3 separate regions of the Mus musculus genome follow, and all the other regions are linked to region 1. The links are chromatin contacts, called in public Hi-C maps. All regions are on one chromosome and are shown on one strand. Each heading gives the region's core, a stretch centred on a gene start, on an enhancer-like site or on the middle of the called end of the contact. The rest is flanking DNA. Distances are from core to core; before and after follow the strand shown. Region 1 overlaps Gm3716 (predicted gene 3716). Region 2 has its middle 23 kb from the start of Klf3. Region 3 has its middle 52 kb from the start of Gm26761.

Evidence for each region. A called contact is a pair of places that touch in the nucleus more often than the background predicts.
Region 2: a contact with region 1 is called in a Hi-C map of bone marrow-derived macrophages, with 27 read pairs. The contact joins two enhancer-like sites. A contact is called at or near these places in 1 of 15 datasets of contacts at CTCF or cohesin (the NIH/3T3 cell line), 4 of 484 Hi-C or Micro-C datasets (CD4 T cells, bone marrow-derived macrophages, cranial neural crest and 1 more), 5 of 115 datasets of contacts at active chromatin or transcription factors (embryonic stem cells, fetal liver and stem cell-derived neural progenitor cells) and 1 of 9 other capture datasets (embryonic stem cells).
Region 3: a Hi-C map of bone marrow-derived macrophages shows a contact between it and region 1, with 32 read pairs. The contact joins two enhancer-like sites. A contact is called at or near these places in 9 of 484 Hi-C or Micro-C datasets (the N1E-115 cell line, bone marrow-derived macrophages, liver and 1 more), 4 of 115 datasets of contacts at active chromatin or transcription factors (bone marrow-derived macrophages, embryonic stem cells and fetal liver) and 1 of 9 other capture datasets (embryonic stem cells).

Annotation. Positions count from the first base shown.
Region 1 is chr5:64,598,169-64,602,239 of GRCm38.p6, reverse strand. It overlaps Gm3716 (predicted gene 3716), which reads left to right. Exons shown (of 4, transcript NR_045078.1): 3 at 91-258. Among named protein-coding and RNA genes, the nearest start is that of Gm3716, 10 kb to the left of the region's middle. Within about 2 kb of position 2,014, at least 135 of the 459 cell types and tissues checked have an H3K27ac peak or open chromatin away from gene starts, as enhancers often do. A contact at or near this core is called in bone marrow-derived macrophages, where this site is marked.
Region 2 is chr5:64,778,570-64,782,640 of GRCm38.p6, reverse strand. No RefSeq gene overlaps it. Among named protein-coding and RNA genes, the nearest start is that of Klf3, 23 kb to the left of the region's middle. Within about 2 kb of position 1,665, at least 87 of the 459 cell types and tissues checked have an H3K27ac peak or open chromatin away from gene starts, as enhancers often do. A contact at or near this core is called in bone marrow-derived macrophages, where this site is marked.
Region 3 is chr5:64,749,392-64,753,462 of GRCm38.p6, reverse strand. No RefSeq gene overlaps it. Among named protein-coding and RNA genes, the nearest start is that of Gm26761, 52 kb to the right of the region's middle. Within about 2 kb of position 2,297, at least 35 of the 459 cell types and tissues checked have an H3K27ac peak or open chromatin away from gene starts, as enhancers often do. A contact at or near this core is called in bone marrow-derived macrophages, where this site is marked.

The sequences.
Region 1 (4,071 bases), core at 765-3,264:
CCGCCCCAGCACCAAAACAAACAAAAAACAAAAACAAAACAACAACAACAACAACAAACCCCTCAAACCACTGTCTATTGTTCCTATCAGCCCTCGCTAACCTGAGTGATTCTGAAACTACACAAGCTGCATTTGGGAGAAGGAGAAGTGTCTGGGAAGGGGCCCCGAAGAGAGGAAGAAGAACAGACGGAGACCAGGGGGAACTGGGAAGGAGCAAGTGCGGAGGCGATCCTGAAGCTGCTGAGGAAGGAAGATGGGGTGAGACTGGAAAATGAAAACAGACATGCAAAAGAAGCTGGAAGGAGTGGTGGGTGAGATGTATGTAGACCCAGGAGGAAAAGGGAGAAAACAGAAATGAAAAGCAAGCCAGAAGTGGTGGGCTTGAGAGCAAACTTCTCCCTCCAGAGCTGCGGCAGGACAGGGTTGACCTTGAAAGGTCAGGGGTCACCTGTGGCCGTCTGTCTGCACCCCACACTGCTGCACGCCAGTGGGGGCTGCACCCATGAGATGAAGGAGAACAGTTTGGCCATCTGGTCAGGGCTGCATCTTTCCCCTGCCTCCACACAAAGTGGTAGCTGACGTTGCTGCTTCCCATAACCCATGATGTTCACAGACGAAACTCAGAAGCCCCTGGTCACTCTCAGGCCTGTTCTTGTGATTGAGCCAGTTATCTCGAGGAACAAGAGGAGAGGCGTGCGTTTGTAGATAATCTCTTGTTTAGGGTGAGGCTTATTGTCTAGATTAATGTGTAGAGTCGGTTGGTACCGTTGACATTTTCACTGACAGATCTTACTTGTTAAGAGCTTAAGGGTGTGTGTGTGTATGATGTGTAGCTAAGTGATAGGAATGGAGAGAGAGTTCTAAAATACGCATAGATAGAAACCATACATGTTAAACATGAGTGTGTGATATGATCATATACACAAGGATACATATACTCCCATATAATATGTCTAGATTCAGAGTTCCAGGAAACTTAAGAATAAATGTGCTCTTCATTAAACCCCAGATTCCCATTTTAACTTCTATTTTTTTCCCAGAGATTTATTTATCTCTATTTTATGTGTGTATGTGTGCCTGCATGTATGTCTGTGCATGTGCAGAGTGCCCATGGATGCCAAAAGGCATAAGATGCCCTAGGACTGGAGTTAGATGGTTGTTAGTGTCAGTGTAGGTGCTGGGTACTGAGCCCAGGTTCTTCAGGAGAGCAGTCAGCAGCTCTCAACTGCTGAGCCGTCTCTCTTTTTATTTTAGAGGAGACCCATGTAGCTAAGCATATTACCAGCACTTGGGAGCAAGACTATGAGTTCAAGGACAGTCCAGGTTACACATGGAGTATAAAGCCGGGGGAGGGGGAGGGGAGACAGAGACAGAATGTGAATATGAGATGCATTACTTAGTTCTTAGTTGATTAGCTGAGACCATACTTACAGGCCTTTGTTTTTATTTTTAACCCTTTCCATGGACTTTTGCACACATATAACCATTCATTTGTGCAGGTTTTATCCAGCCAGTTTTTAAGAAAGACGTTTCGACCATATGGCTTTTAACTGTTCTTCCTCAAACTCTGTCTGGTATGCTGATATTCCCAGGGGGCTGGGTTTAGCTTATCCGTCCCCCTTCTTCTGAGCTGACACTGGGTGGTCCTCCAGCCGTGTCTGTCCTTGGGGTATCAGCAGCAGCTCTGGTTTGTGTATTTCACACATTCCCCTTCTCTACCCCAGTCCAGGAAGCGAGATCCCACCCTTGGCTTCCTTTAAAGCAGTTGATTATTTTTCCACAGAGATGGCATCCGTGCGTTATCTCACCTGGACATCAGATCTATGTCCAGATGGGCAAGCAACCTTTTATTTGTTATTATTTTAGATTTTTTCATCTTTAATTTATTAGATCTTAATTTTAGATCTTTAAGGATGTGATCTGCTACCTTAGCATCCCCCCACCCCCACCCCCGACCAGCTTGGGGAGCAGAAACCTTCACAGGCTTCACAATCGTCTGCTTCCTGCCTTGCTCACGAAGCCTGAGCAGCCGCCAATGAGGGTCTTAGACATTTGCTCCCTCGGTAGCTCAGCCCAGATGGTTTGTTTTCATTCAGCGTTTCTACTTCCGGTTTCTGATTCTTGGCCGTTACATCAGCAAGCAGCGCACCCGTAGAATCTGAGTGTATGTAGGGTTCTCGCTTTAGCATGTCTTCCAGCTGGCCCCTTTTGTGTTTCTTCTGTAGAGAACAGCTCTTTTTCTCTTGAGGAAAGGAAGGAAGATTTTGCAGTAAGAAGCTGGAAAAACTCCCCACCGAGTCCTGAGTAGCGGGGCCCTCTCTGAGTGCTGTGCCACTCAACCTGAAAGGCAAGGGCTGGTTGCCCCCAAAGGAAAGCTAGAGAAGAGAGAAACCCAGGCTTTTTAAAGGTTGATTTCTATTTCCTCTGCCCTGAACTGGAGGGCAGAAGACTGCAGTTTTCATCATAAATTAGACTTCATTTAATAAGTGCTCGCATGGATCTTAGCCTATGTACAAGACATGACTGCTTTGCAAGCTCCTCACGTTAATTCCATGTCAGAGTTACCTTCAAGAATAGTGCCAATCTCTGTATTTTACAGATGAGCAAACACCCATAGCTGAGTGACTCTGGACTCACACAGAGTCAATCAATCATATGACAGGAACGGAGTTGGGAGACCAGGTATATTATGTTGGTCAGACCCTATACCCTAGCTGCTATCTGCTACACTAGGGAGGGCAAATGGTCACCAATCTTTTATTTCCGTAAGGGACAGTCAGTGTCTCCAGAACAAACATCATATTTATTTTGTCTTTGTTCACAACAGATTTGATTTAAAAGAAAAAAAAAAAAAAAAAGGCCCACAAGAATCCACAAGGCCACATGCTGTGCTCCTGATCAGATGTCCCATGGGAGTCTTTCCTCTCTCAGGCAGGATCAGGTGGGCTGGCTTCATGGTTCAGGGCACGCTGGCAGTGTTTGTGTCACTTTGCAACTGTGTGATTCTTGTCATTCCCCTTTTAAGTGTGTCGTAAGCTTGGTGGCTTTTTGTTTTGTTTTGTTTTGTTTTTCATCTGTCTGCAAACCCCATTAATGCTTTGAGAGTCACACCCTTTTCAACCAAACATACTCAGATGCCGCACATAAGTTAGAAAGTGACCTTTACCCATGAAAAGGATTTTGAATCACAGGAAGTTCACTATCCTAGGCAAGGAAAAAAGACATTCATCTTTTTTTCCAATGTAAATCATTTCCTATGAAGTGCACTCTGACTCTAATGAAGTTCTTTAAGTGGGGACTAGGAAGATTCCAGAAAGATTAGAGAATCACATTTGTCCTGGTCTCCAATTTCCTCTGAAGAAGTCTGCAGGGTGGAGAGGCAGGTGGAGGTTGAGAGTCCTCAGAGGAAATGGCCAAGGGTGTTCTGGGTAGTTAGTTAGTACTGATTGGATGTCAGCATGGGCTGGACTCCTGGTAGCAAGGTTCCAGAGTTCGGACTGGGTTCCATTCGTGGACCTTGACATCAACGTAGAAAGAAATAGAAAACTAAAAATAGAAAACAAAACCTCACTGAGCAAGGCACAGAGTTAAAGCTGTATGGCTTTGTGAGACTCTTCTTTAAAGGTAAATGTATAAGTGACGTATGGACTGAGCTGAGATAAAATTTATTTCTCACCATGTATTATGTTCTAAAGCAGTGGTTCCCAACCATCCTAAGGCTAAAACCCTTTAATTAATAAATGAAATAAAAATAAATTAATAAAACACATGTTGTGGTGACCCCACAATCATAAAAATATTTTCATTGCTACTTCATAACTGTAATTTTGCTACTGTTATGAATCGTAATGTAAATACCTATGTTTTCTGATGGTCTTAGGTGACCTCTTTAAAAGGGTCATTTGACCCCCAAAGGAATCACAACCCACAGGTTAAGAACTGCCGTTTTAGAGAGTCTGTACAAAGCTACTCTACGAATAAACCTGCCACAGGCATACTCTCTCCCTTCTGAGAACTTAAACTGTAAAGCAAATGATCGTTCTGAAGACTCTAAAAAACATGTAGGGATTT
Region 2 (4,071 bases), core at 416-2,915, 180 kb before region 1:
CCGGTGCCTGGCAAACACAGAAGTGGATGCTCACAGTCAGCTATTGGATGGAACACAGGGCTGCCAATGGAAGAGCTAGAGAAAGTACCCAAGGAGCTAAAGAAGTCTGTAACCCTATAGGAGGAACAACAATATGATCTAACCAGTACCCACGGAGCTCGTGTCTCTGGCTGCATATGTAGCAGAAGATGGCCTAGTCTGCCATCATTGGAAAGAGAGGCCCCTTGGTCTTGCAAACTTTATATGCCTCAGTACAGGGGAACAGCAGGGCCAAGAAGTGGGAGTGGGAGAGGGAGGGCAGTGGGGGGAGGGTATGGGGGACTTTTGGGATAGCATTTGAAATGTAAATGACGAAAATACCTAATAAAAAAAGTTTAAAAAAAGGGGGGGGGGCTTCCAGCTACATTGTATCAGGCTGAGGTTTCTGGTCCCATGCATCAGAAACATTTTTTTTTTTTTTGGTTTTTTCGAGACAGGGTTTCTCTGTGTAGCTCTGGCTGTCCTGGCACTCACTCTGTAGACCAGGCTGGCTTCGAATTCAGAAATCCGCCTGCCTCTGCCTCCCAAGTGCTGGGATTAAACCGCCCCGTTGCATCAGAAATTTAAGCAGCAGACTGGGACAGCCAGGGCTCAGGCACTGGGGGCCGGAAGGATGTTGATCTCTACTCAGAGAGTTTATAATGCATCTGCATTCGCCTTAGCAGAGAGCAGAGCTGTCACTTTCTCTACTATACCTTCCCTACTTGTGACTGAGGTTGCCACTTAGAAATCTTCAGAGCCTTGTGAAAGAGTGATGTCAAGTCTGGTGAATCCAGTAATTTAAAAGAAGACCCTTGTGGGGCTGGAGAGATGGCTCAGTGGTTAAGTGCTCTTCCAAAGGTCTTGTGTTCAACTCCCAGCAACCACGTGGTGGCTCACAACCATCTGTAACAGGATCAGATGTCCTCTTCTGCTGTGCCTCAAGACAGAAACAGTGTACTCATACATAAAATAAGTAAGTTAATTAAAAAAAAGAGAAAGAAAGAAAATGATTGGAAGGCTTGTTGTCTCAGCGGCTGGCCGGAGGATGGCTTCTTTTTTCTTTACATTTCAATACTCTGAAGTAGTTTTTCTTTAATAAACACACTTTTCAGGAGCAAGGAAAAGTGTTTTTAAAAATAGCTAGAAAGAAGTGGGTAAGTTGTGTCTAATGAAAGGCAAAATTTAGCTTTTTGGAAGCACCCTCAGACTCACGCACCTGGAAAGGGGGCAAGAAGGAAGGGGTGAGGTAGCCCTTGAAGAAGGGGTGAGAAGTCTGGAAGAAATTTTGAAGTTTTTGGTGGCCGCTTGAGTGGCTGGGCCTGCTCAGCTTCTCGAAACCAGAATTCTTCCTCAAAATATATCTGTTCGAAAGCATCGCCAAGCAGAAAAGGCTGGAAACCAGAGGCGCCGGCAACTTAGAATGAACAGAGCCCAGGTTCCCATTTTTACAGGCATGTACTTCCTGGGGCCCGGGGTCCACTCTTCCGGTCTACCGTGCTTTGCCCGGATCCATCTAGTCAAGAAGAGTCAGTGACTATGAGAGAGCTGACCTACAGCTCCCCCAACACCAGAACACCAGCTGATCTCCTCCGCTGGAAGCCCTCTCCTGCAGCTTCTTCCTTTTAAGTTTGTTTGTGTGTTATTGTTCTGAAGGGTTTCTGGGTAACTATAAGCAACAGATCTTGTTAGTTCCTCTTCAGACTCCCCACTACTCCCCACCCTTATTTCTCACCTCCCAGCATCCTGTTTGTCTCCCTGACTCAGTTCCCCTGCCCCGCCCACAGCCCCTCCCTCCCCAGCTGCCAGTCCCCTGAGCCGTGTTTTTCTTCCCTCAGTTAATATGCTTTAACTTTTCCCCATTTGATTATGTGTACTTGGACCAAGCGCACCATGCATGCATCTCTTCAGTTTTTAATTCACTGAACCATGTGTCTTTCTCTCATGAAAACATTAAAAGCACGGTTAGAGCTGATGTTTGTCGTCCCCCCTCCCCCTTTCTTTTGAGACAATGTATTTATACAACATGGAGATGAGGAGGAATAAGGAAAATCAGAAAACGAGGGCGGTTATGGTTGAGATATCCAGTCTCTCTGAAAGGCTGCAGTGAAGGCTCGGTGTCTGGCTGGTCAGGCCAGTGACTGAGAGGGTGAGTGATGGATCGTGGATGCCCTGACCTACTCAATGGATGTTCTTATCCAGGGGCCACTTCACAATTAGATGGCGTTTTTTGGAGACAATGGGCACTTTCAGAGGTGGAGCCTAGTTGGAAGCAGTAGGTCATTGAAGGCATGTCAGCGGGGCTTTTCCTTGTTGCGCTCCATCCTCTGCTGTCTAAGAGTTACTTGAGGCTCTGCTCTGTCACACTGTCACCCGTCTCTGTCATTCCTTCACTCAGCCTTGACCCAAATCCAAAGCAAACAGTGGGACAGGTGTCTGGATTGAAACCTATAAAGCTGTGTGGGGCAGAGTAAGTCTGCCCTTACATATTTTTTTCTTAGGAACTTGATGCAATTATAAGAAACTGACTAACTGGGCTGTAGAGATGTCTCAGCAGTTAAGAGCACTGACAGCTCTTCCAAAGGTCCTGAGTTCAATTCCCAGCAACCACATGGTGGCTCAGAATCATCTGTAACGGGATCCGATGTCCCCTCTGGTGTATCTGAAGACAGCTACAGAGTACTCATCTATCTATATCTGTATCTGTATATCTGTATATATGTATATATATGTATATATGTATATATATGTATATATATTATATGTGGATGCCATGGTGGCTATGTGGAGGTCAGAGGACAACTTTACAACTCTTTGGAGTTGGTTTTCTCCTTCCACTGTGTAGGTCCAAAGAATCAAACTGAGTTCATCAGGGTTAGCAGCACGTGCCTGTCTTTACTGAGCCTGCTCGTTAGACAGCCCAGTCTATTAGATATTAAAGAATGTTTTAATAGGGTATATGGCACACACTTACAATCTCATCACTAGGAGGCTAATGCCATGAGTTCTGTTTAGCCCAGCCAGTAAGTCAAAGGCAATCCCATGCTACACTGTGAGATCTTGTTTCAAAAAAACACTGAAAAATCTAACCAAACCAGACAAACAAAACAGCTACCAGCATTCTACCCAGCTAGTAATCTTATATAAACGGTGTCAGTTAGCTTTCTGCACTGTCATGAAATGTCTGATATGATCATAATGAGAAAATGTTTATTTCTGCTCAGTTTTGAAGGTCTCAGCCTGCTATTAATTGGGTCCTCCCTTTCAGGCCCCTGTAAGGTGGCACACAAGGATTGCTTACGCAGGATTAGAAAGCCAAAATAGCAGAGAAGTGCTGAGTATCCCATAGTCCTTAAAGGAATACTCCAGGAACTGGAAAACCTCCTACTAGTCTCTGCCTTTTAAAGGTGCCACCACCTCCTAATACTATCATGTAAGGACTAAGCCTTTGACGCATGGGTCTCTAGGGGAAATTCAAGATCCAAAAACCATAACATGAACTGTGTGGACCTTGGCTTAATTAGTTTTTACATTGCTGTGGCAAATGGGTCTATTAGCTATACAGAGCCTAACTCTTCAAAGTTTTTAGGTTTAGAAGAAATAGCATGGTGATTTAATGACAATAGCACCCAAAGGCTCATAGGGAGTGGTACTATTAGGATGGGTGGCCTTGTTGGAAAACTTGTGGTCTGGTTGAAGAGGTGTGCCACTGGGGGCTTGGCTTTGAGGGTTCAAGTCAGGTCCAGTGTTTCTGTCTCTGTCTCTGTCTCTGTCTCTGTCTCTGCCTCTTTCTCTCTCTCTCTCTCTCTCTCTCTCTCTCTCTCTCTCTCTCTCTCTCTCTCTCCCTCCCTCCCTCCCTCCCTCCCTCCCCGCCCTCCCTCCCTTCCTTCTTCCCTCCTTCCCTTCTGCCTGCTGACCCAAAGGTAAAACGTATCTCCTTCTGGAGAGCACCACCATAAAGTGAAGGCTTTCCCCCGATTTGTTAAATATCTGTGTTTGTTTGTATGCACAAATTTTCCAACACAATTCGTGCCCCTACACTTGGTGCTGAGA
Region 3 (4,071 bases), core at 1,048-3,547, 150 kb before region 1:
GTCTTTTGACCAGTGTGGTGTGGGATGAAGCCATCTGTCCAGGAGTCCCTCTGAACTTCATTCATTGATTTCACAATAGAAGAAAGTGGGTTTTGTAACCCGGGCATCCCTGTAGTGCTGGCCTGACTGTTTACTTCTGCCTCGGCCCCCGAGCCTATGAGCAAATACTTCAGGCACTGTTAACGAGCAGAAACTTGAGACAGAACTTATCTTGTAATGCTGGAGTTTGCATCATATCCAGGGCGTGGTGCTATTTTAGAAGGCAAGTTAAATAATTACATGTTTACAGGTTGAGCAAACAATGTGTGTGGCCCAAGAGGGCTCAGGATCTGTTCCCTGAATGCCCAGTGAACTAACTTGTTCAGCTGAAGGGGAGACTTGGAGGTATCAGGTGGTTTCAATGTGATACACATATATAAATGCACACGTATGCTTATATTACATAAGCATATATGTGTGTATGGGCTTATATTGAATATCAGTGTATCACCTTGTAATGGAGTAGGGAAGATTAGAGATATTATAATTCAACTGAGGCTAATTAGACAAGCTCAGGTCATTGATCCATCTCTGTACCATGTGTATTATATGTGACATACTCAATATATGACTTTATGGTTTTGGTGTTTCCTACATAAATGATAAATTGACAGAAGTTAACACTACCATCATAGGTCCATCATAAGCTCCACTCTTTTTAAATATTTTCAAATGTATTTAATCTTAATTAATTAACTAATTAATTAATTAATGTGAGTCTATGTGAGTATATGGCTTGTATGTATAGGTACCCAAAAATGTTAGAAGTGTGGGTCAGGGGGTTGTGAGTCACCTGATGTGGGTCCTGGGGACAGAACTCAAGGTGTCATGTAAGCCATTTTTCTAACCTCTAAACTACTTTCTTTAGAGAAAAACAAATAAACAAACAAAACTACAGTTAAACAACTATGTGCTATGTTCTCCTATTCCAGTGTTATGTCCCCTAGGAGAGGGGATAGAACCTTGTTTGTTTCGGTATTAGTGTGGTTTGGTTGTTGTTTCAGCAGACATGGTCTTGCAATGTTGTCTACCTAGCCTCAGACTTTTGTTGTTTGTTTGTTTCTTTGTTTGTGTATTTGAGGTTTCTCTGGGTAGCCCTGGCTGTCCTGGAACTCACTCTGTAGACCAGGCTGGCCTCAAACTCACAGAGACCTGCCTGCCTCTGCCTCCCAAATGCTGGGATTAAAAGTGTTTGCCACCACTCCCTGGTATGGTCTCAGACTCTAATATGCAATCCTTCTGTCTCAGCCTCCTGAGTAGCTGGGGCTACAGGTGCTGGACCATGCGGTGGGTTGGCTTTGTTTTGCTTTTGCTTTGCTGAGCCTGAGCATCAGGCCCGGGTGCTCAGGCATGCCAGCTTTCTTTCTCAGTTTGTCATCTACTGTCATTCAGTGAGGAGTCATGAGTGGCATTAGTCAGGAGCCACAGGTCACACCCTCACCCGATCTCTTTCCCTGGTTTGTTTCTCTCAGATGATCTCCCTCTCTCTTCTATGTTTGCTTTTCAGGGACAATGAAAACCCCGAGAGCGGTCCTCAGGCTGAGGACAGTTTAAATGCATTGGAAACAGGGCAGTCACTCATCCTTCCAGCTTGATAAGACAAAAAGGTGACTGCTTGGGGGCAGGGTCTCTCCTTTCTCTCCCTACTTTAGGCAGGCTTTAGGATGAGTTGCCCCTGGCGTTCTTAGAGGTAGGTAGCGTCAGGGCACAGGTTTGGTTTCCTGGCCTCCTTTGGGGTGACTTTAAATATGATGTCTTGTTAGTTTTGTGGACCAGGCTTCCCCCTTTGGAGTGAGGGGAAGCTCATTTGGGTGCCTCTGCTTCTATGACAATGACACCAGGGTTTGGCACTCCTTGTCTCTGGCCGTTCTGTCCTGGACTAATGTCACTGTCTCTCGAGCTGTTGTCACCAAAGCCTGTGTGGTGACTTTGGTGCACTTTGAGCCAGGGCAGCGTGGAATAACTTCCTGAAGGATTGCTTCCTTCCCCCGGGGAAGGGTACAGCTGTGCCAGTACCCTGTATCATCCAAGTCTCATTTCCTTATTTATAAATCAGCCTCTGATTGCCTCTGAAATGCCTCCTGCTTGCATAGCCTGTGAGCTAAAGGAGGCTAAAGCACAGGTATGCTGGTGGATATCTGAATTCCCAATACTGGGGAGGGAGTCAGAGGCAAGGGAGATTGTTGTGAGTTCCAGGCTGGCCATGAACATGATTTGATCCTACCTCAAAACCACGAGTAAGAAGTTTCAAAACCATGTCCATGGGATGTTTAAAGTGCCGTGTGTATGACTACCACAGATCAGTCACTGTGCAAATGTACAAGTTATTGTGAGGACAGAAATTTTTGGACTGTGGCCAGGAGGCTTGCAAAAGATTAGATAGATCCCAGGAAAATGACACTTGCTCCCTTCGTGTTTGTGTGTGTGTGTGTGTGTGTGTGTGTGTGTGTGTGTGTGTGTGTGTGTGTGTGAGAGAGAGAGAGAGAGAGAGAGAGAGAGAGAGAGAGAGAGAGAGATCTTTGAAGTTGATGAAGGGCTAAGAATGCCTGGTACACTGGAAGCAATAAGCAGTGTGTGATGTCAAGATCAAGGGCTCTGATGGGCAGGGCCCTTCATTTACCTGTTTCTGGTACTTGATGCTGGTATATGGGTTTTTGATGAGAACTTCTTATTATCAGTAAGTCTTGTGACTTGGCATTACCTCAAGGACACCATCATATGCTGTATGTAATAACAGTGTATTGATGACATACTCTTGTTTCCCATAATAGATTTGGGCGTGTCTGATAAGGACTGACTCAGGATGGGCAGGTCTTTCTCTATTACCCAGATACTGAGACTGGCTTTGGTCTGCAGTTGCTATACAGGTTCATCGCACCTGCCGTCTCTCTGATTCTATTACATGTGGATTCTTGGCAGTGCCATCTCAGTTTAGGGCTTCTCAATCTGGCTTCTCTGGGTCTCTCTGGGTATTTGAGAAATCCTTGCAGATCCTTGCAGAATTAGATATATATGAGTGCATTTCCATAGGAGCAAGGCCAGCCAGAACAAAGGGATAAAAGGGATGCAGCTGGAAGTGGTAACATGTATATAATCACAGCACTGGGAAGACTGAGGCAGGAGGATGGTTCTGAGTTTGAGGTCAGCCTGAGTTACCATGTGCTCCAGGCATCTTGGGTTACAGAGTAAGATCTTATCTCAAAGTGAACAACAAAACAACAATGAATAAAAAACAAAACAAAATGGCAAGAACAATGCCACCGAAGGTGTCCCCAGCTAGGGAGGAATGGAAGGGACTTCATAAGATTAAAATATAAAGGTTTAACCTTAACACAGACATCCCCAGCACTGATAGAGCGATCACAGCACTTACACACACACACACACACACACACACACACACACACACACACACCCGCTCCTCCGGTAACTAGCAATGCAATGGTTTTCATGGTTTCAGAGCAGCTGTCTAGGACTGAGCCCAGGGTAGCTGAGGCCTAAGCATGCTTGATGAGTAACTGTGAAGACTCGGCACGTTCTTTGTCCTTAGAAAGGGGGACTGTTTTGGTTTTCCCCCTCAAGAAACGTACGCGTCATAGGACAGTTTCCAGGGAAAGAGAGAAACCGACTTTAACGGCAGCAATGTAAGAGTATCAAGTCAAAGTTTCAGGGTGCGACTTTAAAATTATTTTCATTAAGACTTTTTTTTTTTTTTAAGGAAAAGGAAAAAGGGCTTCTTTCCCAGCTTTTGTTTGTGAGAGAATAACTCCTTTATGCCTGGCTTTGCCTCTAGGCTAGCACGGGGCTGCAGTGCCACACCCTAGGGCGGGTTTTGGCTCAGGTCAGTCTTCCTCCTTCTCTTTCTTTCTCTTCTTCCTTTTCTTCCTGCTTCTCCACCCCTCCCCCTCAAAACACTTCTCTCTCTCTCTCTATCTCTCTCTCTCTCTCTCTCTCTCTTTCTTCAATCTCCCACCCCCCATCTTTAACAAGTATAATCTTTATTTATCACTAGTGTAGAATCTGGAACATCTG